Regions from separate parts of the Mus musculus genome. Here region 2 is linked to region 1. The links are chromatin contacts, called in public HiCAR-type maps. All regions are on one chromosome and are shown on one strand. Each heading gives the region's core, a stretch centred on a gene start, on an enhancer-like site or on the middle of the called end of the contact. The rest is flanking DNA. Distances are from core to core; before and after follow the strand shown.

The links. HiCAR-type assays count read pairs that join an accessible place to other places.
Region 2: a contact with region 1 is called in a HiCAR-type map of fibro-adipogenic progenitors, with 3 times the contacts expected there. The contact joins two enhancer-like sites. A contact is called at or near these places in 1 of 15 datasets of contacts at CTCF or cohesin (the NIH/3T3 cell line), 1 of 484 Hi-C or Micro-C datasets (uterus) and 1 of 115 datasets of contacts at active chromatin or transcription factors (fibro-adipogenic progenitors).

The regions. Positions count from the first base shown.
Region 1 is chr13:102,273,580-102,278,406 of GRCm38.p6, reverse strand. No RefSeq gene overlaps it. Among named protein-coding and RNA genes, the nearest start is that of Gm36703, 74 kb to the left of the region's middle. Within about 2 kb of position 2,581, at least 10 of the 459 cell types and tissues checked have an H3K27ac peak or open chromatin away from gene starts, as enhancers often do. A contact at or near this core is called in fibro-adipogenic progenitors, where this site is marked.
Region 2 is chr13:102,623,812-102,628,638 of GRCm38.p6, reverse strand. No RefSeq gene overlaps it. Among named protein-coding and RNA genes, the nearest start is that of Gm29927, 34 kb to the right of the region's middle. Within about 2 kb of position 2,923, at least 134 of the 459 cell types and tissues checked have an H3K27ac peak or open chromatin away from gene starts, as enhancers often do. A contact at or near this core is called in fibro-adipogenic progenitors, where this site is marked.

The DNA of each region.
Region 1 (4,827 bases), core at 1,332-3,831:
GCTACATTCTCCATAATGAACTAGAAAGCATAAAATACATGGCGCCTATGCACTTGTTTTTCCAATTGTTGAATTTGAAGAGGTGGTCATTGATACTATTGATATTTAATCATTACATCAGGAATGTTGGGATACAGGGATTTCTCAGTTGGAACTCTAAGACAGGGGACGAATTATGAGATTGAATTCTTAGCCTGTGGATTTTATACTGACCTCAAATAGTTGGTATAAGAATCGAAATATTGAACAACCAACTCATTGGTGTCCAGAGAATCAGAATATTGGTTACTAGGAAAAAAACAACAACAAAAGAACAACCCCTTCCCAACAACAAAACAAATCAATAAACAAAACAGGAAGAACTCTCTCATTCAGGAATATTGTGAGAAAAGAGTATACCAGTCATTTTCATGGACAGTATGCTAATGACAGAGAAAGTACTAGGTATTGAGGGAGAAACATTTCAATCATTTTGAATTGAAAATCCAATTAGAATCAGAAATTATTAGTTTCTCTTTTTTCCACATAGCACAGTTATATTCTCTTGGTGGCAGTGGGTGGGTATGGGTCTCAGTTCATCATAAATATGAGTCATGGATTCTCAGCTCATGACAGGTTATCCCAGTTTATTTTGCTTATGCAAGAGCCATAATAAGTGTATGGACCTTCATCTTGGGGCACCAAGATATGTTGAATATGTTGGCTATATAACATGAAGATGTTGGGAAAATAAGATAAAATGCATAAAATCATCCATAAATCAAATTTTGTGTAAAACTCTGACATGGTAATTTATAATGAAACATATCGTTTAAAGACTATTATTGCATAATACCCATTGTTTCTTTCCTATTCATGGTAAACTCATTTTTAATCCTTGGTGCTAATGAAAGATTCAGGAATTGTTCCTCCAGAATGAACAGAAGTAAAGGCACAGCACCCAGCATCTGATGATGCTGAATTAATTATCAGTAAGCTGGAGGTCACTCAAAATCCCTTTCCCTGGAAAACATGTGACAGATTGTTTAATTCTGCCATTCATCTATCATTCTGATGGTGCCCTAATTTTTGAAACCATCCTATTTGTTGGAACATGGGTGACTAATGTTGTTTTTTCCCTTTCTTTGCTTCTTCCATCCAGCTATATGCTCCCAGGGTCCCTTCAGCTAGCTCATCAGTAATTTATGGGTGGAAGAAAGACAAAGGTTAATAAAGTTTGATGTAAATGATTGTACTTCAGTTTCTTCTCTGCATCCCTCTCACTTTGTTGGATCCAGGTTTCTTTGAATTCATTAACAATACCACATGGTAGCCACCTGTTGTAGAAACAGCAATTGGCAGGCTCAGCTCCTTTCCAACCCTTGTAGCAGGCTCTCCATCAGTGAGGCTACAGGTTCCAGAACAGTGGCTTGAGGACCATCTAAGAACTTCTGAGGGATTAAAATTCTCAGGCTCCTCCACATACTCACAGAATCAGAAATTTTAGCAAGCCCTCAAGTGATCTGGCACACATTCAACTTTAAGAACTCCGGCTGCCCAAGTGGATTAGCCAGTATTGTCAGCAACCAACAGCCGAATCACTACAGAAATTATTGGAAATACACAATCCTGGGGTCAAAGTCAAAACAACTGAGTCAGATTCTGGGCTACAAAAGGCTGAATTTTTTTTCATGTTTACAATAACCTCGAGTAGCCATGTCTTAGCCATCTCTTGTTCAGCAGTGGCTATATGTTGTATTTACCTGCAATGGCTGGTTTTCAAAGCAAAAACAAGAACAAAATATTCTGAATTGCCAGAGATTTCCATTTATAATGTATCCACAATTTCCAATGATTTGATTTAGGGTTTAAAAAAATTCTATGTTGGTAGAAAGTTGACATTATATTTCGATTTTTGAATTCATATCTTTCTCTGAGCTAGTGATGTGTGATGGTGTACTTTCTCAGCATGGAGTCCCATAATCATGAGGGAGAGCATCTTGTACTCTGCATTGCCCTGTATTGCTAAACTATGAAGTCTAGGCAAAAATATTGACTGAACACATTTTGAATCAGTATACTTTCAACTTACAGCGGGCTTATGAGCTCATTAGGAACCAAGGAATATCTGTGTTCATTATGGGCTTGGCAGTTGAATTCTAAAAGCAATTCTAATATGGAGCAAAGTTGAGAACCTCTCCCATATGTGATGCTAGAGAACAAGAACCAACTATTGTGGTCCCCAGCTAACTTGTGTTTATGTGATCTGTCTTACTCCAAGCAGAGAAGTCAGGATGACTTGAAAGACATGCATGATATAAGGATGACGCTGGTTTGAAATACAGTTATGATTGCCTTGTAAGAGAGTTCAGGGGTTTTGGTGACCATCCCTGGCTCTTCCACAGGCATCAAGAGCTATCATCCCCACTGCTCTGGGGCGGATCTCAGCCAGGGAACAATGGAACCAGAGTCTGAGGTAGGGAAAGAAGTACCTTCCTTTCCCAGGGTCTGGAGGCCATGCCTGAAGGAAAGGAGCGGATGCTGCTGTGTGGCTCAAGTTCCTTGCTGCTCTATTGGCCTACATCCCGACCACTTATTCTGTAAACATTTAATACTTTTTTCTCCTTAAAACAGCTGGAGTGGGTTCATTGTTTACTCCAGATTGGTCCAACTTTATAAGATAAATTTGTAATTTATAAGTCTTTATAAATAATGTCCCTTGTCAACCGTTGCTTGCTCGTGAATTGTTTTGTAATAATATGAGCCCCTTTTCTTCTAGCTAGGAATTGGATTTTTATCTTCAGAAAAAAAATTACTCATAAGAAAATTACTACTTGGTCCAAGCACATGACCCTAGCTAATACCATCTCTTTTTCCAAATGTTATCCCCACCCTTTCCATTTGCACACAGCCCTCCCAAGCTTGAGTGCTCAAGTCACATTTGTGATGATTACAAAATGCTCTGTGCTGACACTTGCCCTACCCATGTCCTAAAAACACTCCCCTTTGGGGAATGCAGGAATAGTTTCTTCTCTGCCTGATTTTCCCTCATTCTTTTTATGGGGGTCATCTTAAAATTTCATATTATCAGTCTTGTATCGAACAGATAAATGCAACCAGATTTATTTTTAAAAATATTATTTTATTTTCAAATGGTGCTTTTTGATTACAGCAGCCTTAGAAGTAGCGAATCTTTCAAAAGAACTTTCTTCTCTTGAAAGGGTAGCAAAACCTTTTGATGTCAGCAGTGATGGTGCAGCCAGAGAGCCGAAAGGAAGAAATCAGAGAAAGAGAGAGAGAGCCCGTACGATTGGGATCCTGAAGAAAAAGAAAGCCCTAGTTGATCAAAGCATAACGGCATATTTCTTGCACATGTGAGATAGAGGTTACCTACAGACACAGTAGACTACATTTTAAATACTATTTTTTAATCTTTGTTTTCTAAATGTCTCCTGTGCTGGCTGGAGGTTACCAAAGTTTCTGGAAAAGATATTTGGATGGATTCTCCTCACCTATACTATTGTCCACTCTCTATTGGTCCTTCACACAGTGAATATTAGTTTAAGGAAGTGAGCCACATTGAGCAAGATGATGTGAAGTGGTCTCCATAGATTGTCTTTGGGTTATTCCCAATCTTGATACCACTGACCAACAAAACAGGCAAAGCAGATGCTTAATAGTTTCTCCCAGACTCCCTCTCTGGCAGCAAGTTTCCTTTCCAATTACTTTTATGTCTCTTCAAAATCATCTGGATGCACAGTCCCACCGTATAACAGCTCTGCTTCTGCAGAGAGCTGGGGTAATGCATGGCTAGACTTGTGCCTGTGGGGGAATCAAGGAAAGAGACTTGGCGTCTCACCTTTCACCAAGGCAAATGCAATCTTTCTGAAGCCAAGATTCTCCCTAGATGCATGAATATGAAAGACTGTCTTTGTGCAAAGAGGGTTGGAGTTCACTGGAGGTTGGCAGATACAGAGAGTCATGGGTCTACTTGCAATTCTCTTATAGCATAGGTGTTTAGTACATTTAATTTGTTGTTGGCCTAATGCATTTTTCTTCCACTGGTTATGGGGGGGGGTTGTGACTTTTCCTTTTGATTTTGCAAAACTTTGGAACAAAGAAAGTTTTAGAATACCAAAACGTGTTGGAAATGATTTCAAAATGAACTGTATCCTCAACTAATTTGATTTGTAGGCAATAAAGAACAAAAGCTTGTTAACAGAGAGCGTTAAAAGTGTAATATAATTGTTCACACGTGCAAACATGTTGAAGCCTGGGTTCTCAGTAAAGGCACACCATGCAATAATTTTCATGCTCTAACTGTTGCCTATTAAAAAAATAAATTCCTCACCATATGCAGGTGTGATTATACAACCAACTGCCAATTCTGACTGGCTCAAGGATCCTTTTAAAAATGTCCAGATGGATATGAATGTTGGATTTGGCAGTTAAATTATAGAGCCCAATCTACCCCTTTTAAGTATGAAGGCATTGAAGACGAATATTGATATCTCCCACTCCACTTATACAATTCCAAAAAGATTTCAGAATATGTTAGTTTTTAAACTGGGATTATATTTTCTTTGACTAGCAAATGAACTTTCTTCCTGACAACAATACAAAAGAACACATTTTGATTGCCCCAAAAAAAAAAGAACGAGAAATTAGATTTTACAGTGACCCAGTATCTATAAATGAGTGTTACAGTGAAAGGCAAATAAAGTGTAGTATTGTAGCTACCTGAGCAGCTCTTAATAGTCTGCTGTCTGCCCTCTAGAGACATGGTTTACTGGAGAAGGACATTTAAACAAAACAGAAGGGCATGAAAGCAACTCCTTGATCCCCAGT
Region 2 (4,827 bases), core at 1,674-4,173, 350 kb before region 1:
TTGCATGTCTACACTAGAAACCTGGGTGGACTCTGTCTACTTACTTAGAAGAACTCTATGTGTAGGGAGGTGTCCTGTTAAAGCTCACAGTGTAGTTAGGATTGCTGCAGGAACAGGGCTCTGGACAGCACAAAGACAGCCATGGCTTACATATAGACACAGCTGAGCTCTGGCATCTGAATTTAAATGCAGCTCTTCCTAAGCACTGGAAGCCAGCTTGTTGTCCCACAGGGATCAGAAAAGCTAAGTCCAGAGGGTGCCTTTGTCCAGTCTATCAGTAGGGTTGAGTGAAAGCTCTGAGATCTCTTGAGCACTACCTCACTCAGACACACATAGGTCCACACTAATGGCGGGAAACGAATTCTTCTGGGCCACTAGAGACGCCCGTGGTGTCCTCTGCCATTATCTTAGTGTGGGAGCTCTCAGGTCCATATGGACATATTGCATCTCTATTGTAGCATGATGCTGGGTTACAAGGCATTGTAAGCTTTCTTTCACATTTAATATTCATACCGTTGCATATGATTTTGCACACTTCAAGGCATCTTCGTAATATATTGTGTCCGTAGACTGCTTCCACCAGCTTCATGCAGCTAGGCAGTCTGCTTCAATCAGGCATGCCTTCAAATCACATCAAAGTCAAGCTTTATGACGCATTGAGGCAACTTACTGAGAAGCAGATGGTGTCACATTAGTGATGTTTTATTGTAACTACATTAAGCATTCCTTTAGAAAGGAAGGATAAGAGGTGTCCACAGTGCAGGATGGAATTCAGGAATGGGGAAGCTCTTGATGAATGTAACAGTATCTCACACCCTGGGGGCTTACTAGGGAGAACAGTCCCTCTCTTTCTTTGTGTTTATGTAGAACATGTGATTTACAGAATGCCCTGAAGGCCATGACGTCAGATTCATAGGTGAATTCAGTCCGGTCCAGACTCTGGCACCCCATCTCCTGTTTAGACATCTCTCTCTCTCTCTCTTTGGTGACCACACATTCATATAGAATTCAGCTTGTCTAAATAAGACACACCTATTTATTTATTTATTTATTTTTAAAAATATTTTTTATTACGTATTTTCCTCAATTACATTTCCAATGCTATCCCAAAAGTCACCCATACCCTCCCCCCCCCACTCCCCTACCCACCCATTCCCACTTTTTGGCCCTGGTGTTCCCCTGTACTGGGGCATATAAAGTTTGCGTGTCCAATGGGCCTCTCTTTCCAGTGATGGCCGACTAGGCCATCTTTTGATACATATGCAGCTAGAGTCAAGAGCTCCAGGGTACTGGTTAGTTCATAATGTTGTTGCACCTACAGGGTTGCAGATCTCTTTAGCTCCTTGTATACTTTCTCTAGCTCCTCCATTGGGGGCCCTGTGCTCCATCCAATAGCTGACTGTGAGCATCCACTTATGTGTTTGCTAGGCCCTGGCCTAGTCTCACAAGAGACGTCTATATCAGGGTCCTTTCAGCAAACGCTTGCTAGTGTTTGCAATGGAAGACACACCTTTTTTTGATTGCTTCTTCTCTTGAACCTTAATCCCCTTGAAACACCGGGCATTTCTCCCAGTTGTCTCTGGACCAGCTTGGGCTTGAAGGATGTCTAGGTTTGGAGGAAATAGGAACAGGGTCATTTGTGTTAGAGAGATAAAGATGTGCAAAGGACCAGATGAACAAGGAATGTGGAATAATCAGGAAATGTAAAGTTAACTCTTGCTGGGAGGTGGGAGGGCTGGCCAGGTTTTCCAGGACACAGTGGTGGTCTGCCTGAGCATCTTGTTTTTGAACACTTACCAGAGCAGCCCAAGTCAAAGTGAGGAAAGTGATAAGAACCAGATCACAAGGATTTTGTCTGTCATACCAAGGAGCTGATGTTTGTCCTCAAAGTCAGAGGATCGTGTGGTGTGTTTTTTTTTAGAATAGTGTGACATGTTCATATTTAAATTCAGAAAGACACACCAGAAAACCAATTTAGTGGGATAAGGTTGAGAGCAGAGTGGCCAACTGGGAATTGGGTTCTCAGCTGCATTGATTCTAGGTAGGCACACTGAGGGTAATGGGTTGAAGTGAGGACAGCCCCATGAAGAGATGCTAAGGATATCGTAACAGTAGTATCCAGTGGCCATAGAGGATGAGCTGGTGGTGAAGGGGGAGATACGCCATAGGTTACTGGTTTGGGCAACTATGGGATGTGAGACACTCATCAATCTAGAAGGTCAGCAGGCTTGGGGGAGTCTGAGGACATTTGCCTAGACTTGTTTTATTTCCTGACATGGTATACATCGTGTTTTGTGCTGTGTTTTATAACTCATTCTCTTTATATTTGCCATGCTCTCTCTCCAGATGGATTCTGATTCTTCCAAGGATCAGGATCACAGCGACCAATGTGCTTAAGCCCCAGCATCTTTAAGTCATTATCACACCTTGAGGGGGTCACATCACTAAACACAGGGACACGAGGCCCCCAGCTAAGCACCATGAACAGCTGTGCACTGGATCATTTGTACTGATGGGGATGGCAGGACCTTTGCACTGGGACATGACTTCACCCTGAAACTTTTCCCCTGAGGGGAGCTAAGCCCCCAGGCCGAGGTGGCCTTTCTGGGAAGCAGACCCACATCTCATGTTGGACAGCAAGAGGCTGAGGGGCAATGGGGTGATAACCCAGGCTTTGGGGGTCTTTCTCTCTCTCTTTCTGCTCCGCAGAACCCCATAAATCCTTCAAAGAGAGTAATTAATTTTCCCCAGCTAAAGAGTGTCTTTTGCATTCTTGAAACAAATGAAGGCGAAATGTACAGAGACTTCTGGGAAAAGCCAGTGTGGCGTGAGCACAACCGCTGGGTGTTCCTATGCAGTGGAGTGGCCTTTCTTCCCCTCCCCTGAATGGTGTTCTTTGCTCTCAAGTTAACTCATGCACTGGATTCAGTCCAAGTACATTTTGTTTCTTGACTGGAAGCCAGACTTCTCACAGTTAGGGAGCATTCTCTTCTCTACTCCAGTCTTTCCCCAGACTCACTCTCATCTTATGATCATTTCAGCTTTCCTATGGGGTTGATATGATAGTGAGGAGAACCTACTGGCTTAGGTAGATCTTCCACTTAGACCGAGACCCCAGTGTCTCCAGCCAGTCCTCCACTCCGAGTCAGTCTGCTTGGACAGGCTGCTCTGCAGGCAGCAGAGGCAGAGCACTTCTGAACTCTGCCCTCTGCAAATGCTTTCCAGATGTGTGAACCCCTGCCTCCCAATTCACTCTGACTGTAGCCCTGCCAACATACATCTGCAGATTCCGAGTGCACAGGAACTTGAAAGAGGAGCCTCGACAACATCTGCCGCCTTTCCCTAGCTCTGCCTCTTGGCCTTCTGAGACATTGCCCCATATTTCATCTCCTCCCTTACAGCAACCCATTCAAGAATGACCCTCCAGATCTTCTCTGTTCACAGAGGCTGGTGTGTCGGTCTCTCCCCTAGCCCGTCTTTGGTTGGCTCTTGGGACAATTGACTGATATATCACCAGAAACATCAAGGAAAAGTTTGAACTCCCCAGGGGAGGAAGAGCTGATCTTCCTCTCCTGGGCTGGTGACAGTCCTCAAACTGTGAAGGGAGGGTTACCCATGAAGAGGCTAACACAGAGCCCTATAAATAAATAAATAAATAAATAAATAAACTCCCAAGTCTTCGGTAGAAAGATGGGAGAGACATCCCTTCTTCAAAGGCAAACAAGTTTGGCTTCTAGAAAACTGAAAGTCCTTGTGTGCAGAATGAGTGTTCCCCACCCTCACCCCCTACCAAACACACCCCTCATGGCATGGTAGCCACTGAACTGAGAGATCAGATGAAGACCTTTTCAGAATTCCAAGGAGTGAGGAAAGAGCCAGGCATCCTTTCTGTGAAACAGCAGATGTTTCCTGGGGCCTTCACTCTCCCTAGGGAGTCATCTGATGGCTAAAAAAATAGATGCTCAACCTTAACTTTGCCTTTGATCATTACAGACCCTAAACTGTCCTCCTACATTGGGGGCGGGGCATAAACCCTAGGAGAAGAAAGGCTGGTAACATGTGAAAAGGGACAGAGAGCAAATGGGCCTTCAGGCTTACAGTTTGAGAAGGAAATAGGTCTAAGGGAGACCGTTCCACCTATGTGGGACTAGATCTCAGCCAGAGAGGCCTATCTGAGTTTATAAAGCCAGCTGTCTTAAACATGGCATTAGCCCAATGACAGGGACAATGTGGCCTGAAAGATCACTTTTTGTTTTGCCCTCTGGATCTGTGGGGCACTTTAAATAGGTAACAATTATTCTCTGCCTAAGTAGTCCTGGGCACTTTGTTCCCCAGAGTATTAATTCATAGACCTATTATTTAAAACAAACAAACAAACTACAAACAAAGCCAAAAAGCAAAAAACAACACCAGTTTTATCTTTAAAGCTTTGGAATAGCAAGGTGATGGGCTGAAGTTAGGTTTGGAGTTTCCTTCTTCCCCAACGTCTTCCCAGAGAGCTAACTCAAGGCTCCATGGCAGTTCTACCACCATGGCAGCGATTTTCTAGAGAACAGAAGAGGCTACGTCCTCCAAAGATGTAGAAGGAAGAATGAGCACAGGGTGAGGCAATCTTTTCTGCTGCAGGATAATTTAACCACTGGTTGCTTGGTGAGCTCAGTTATCCTCACAACCTCTTAAAGAGAAGAATCCAAATTGCGTGGGTGATGACTGAAAATAATCCTGGGCTGGTGAAGTTGGATCTGACCTGGGAGGAAATACAAGTGAACCATGAGGGGCTGGAGAGATGGCTCAGTGGTTCAGACCTCTTGCTGCTCTTGCTGAGGA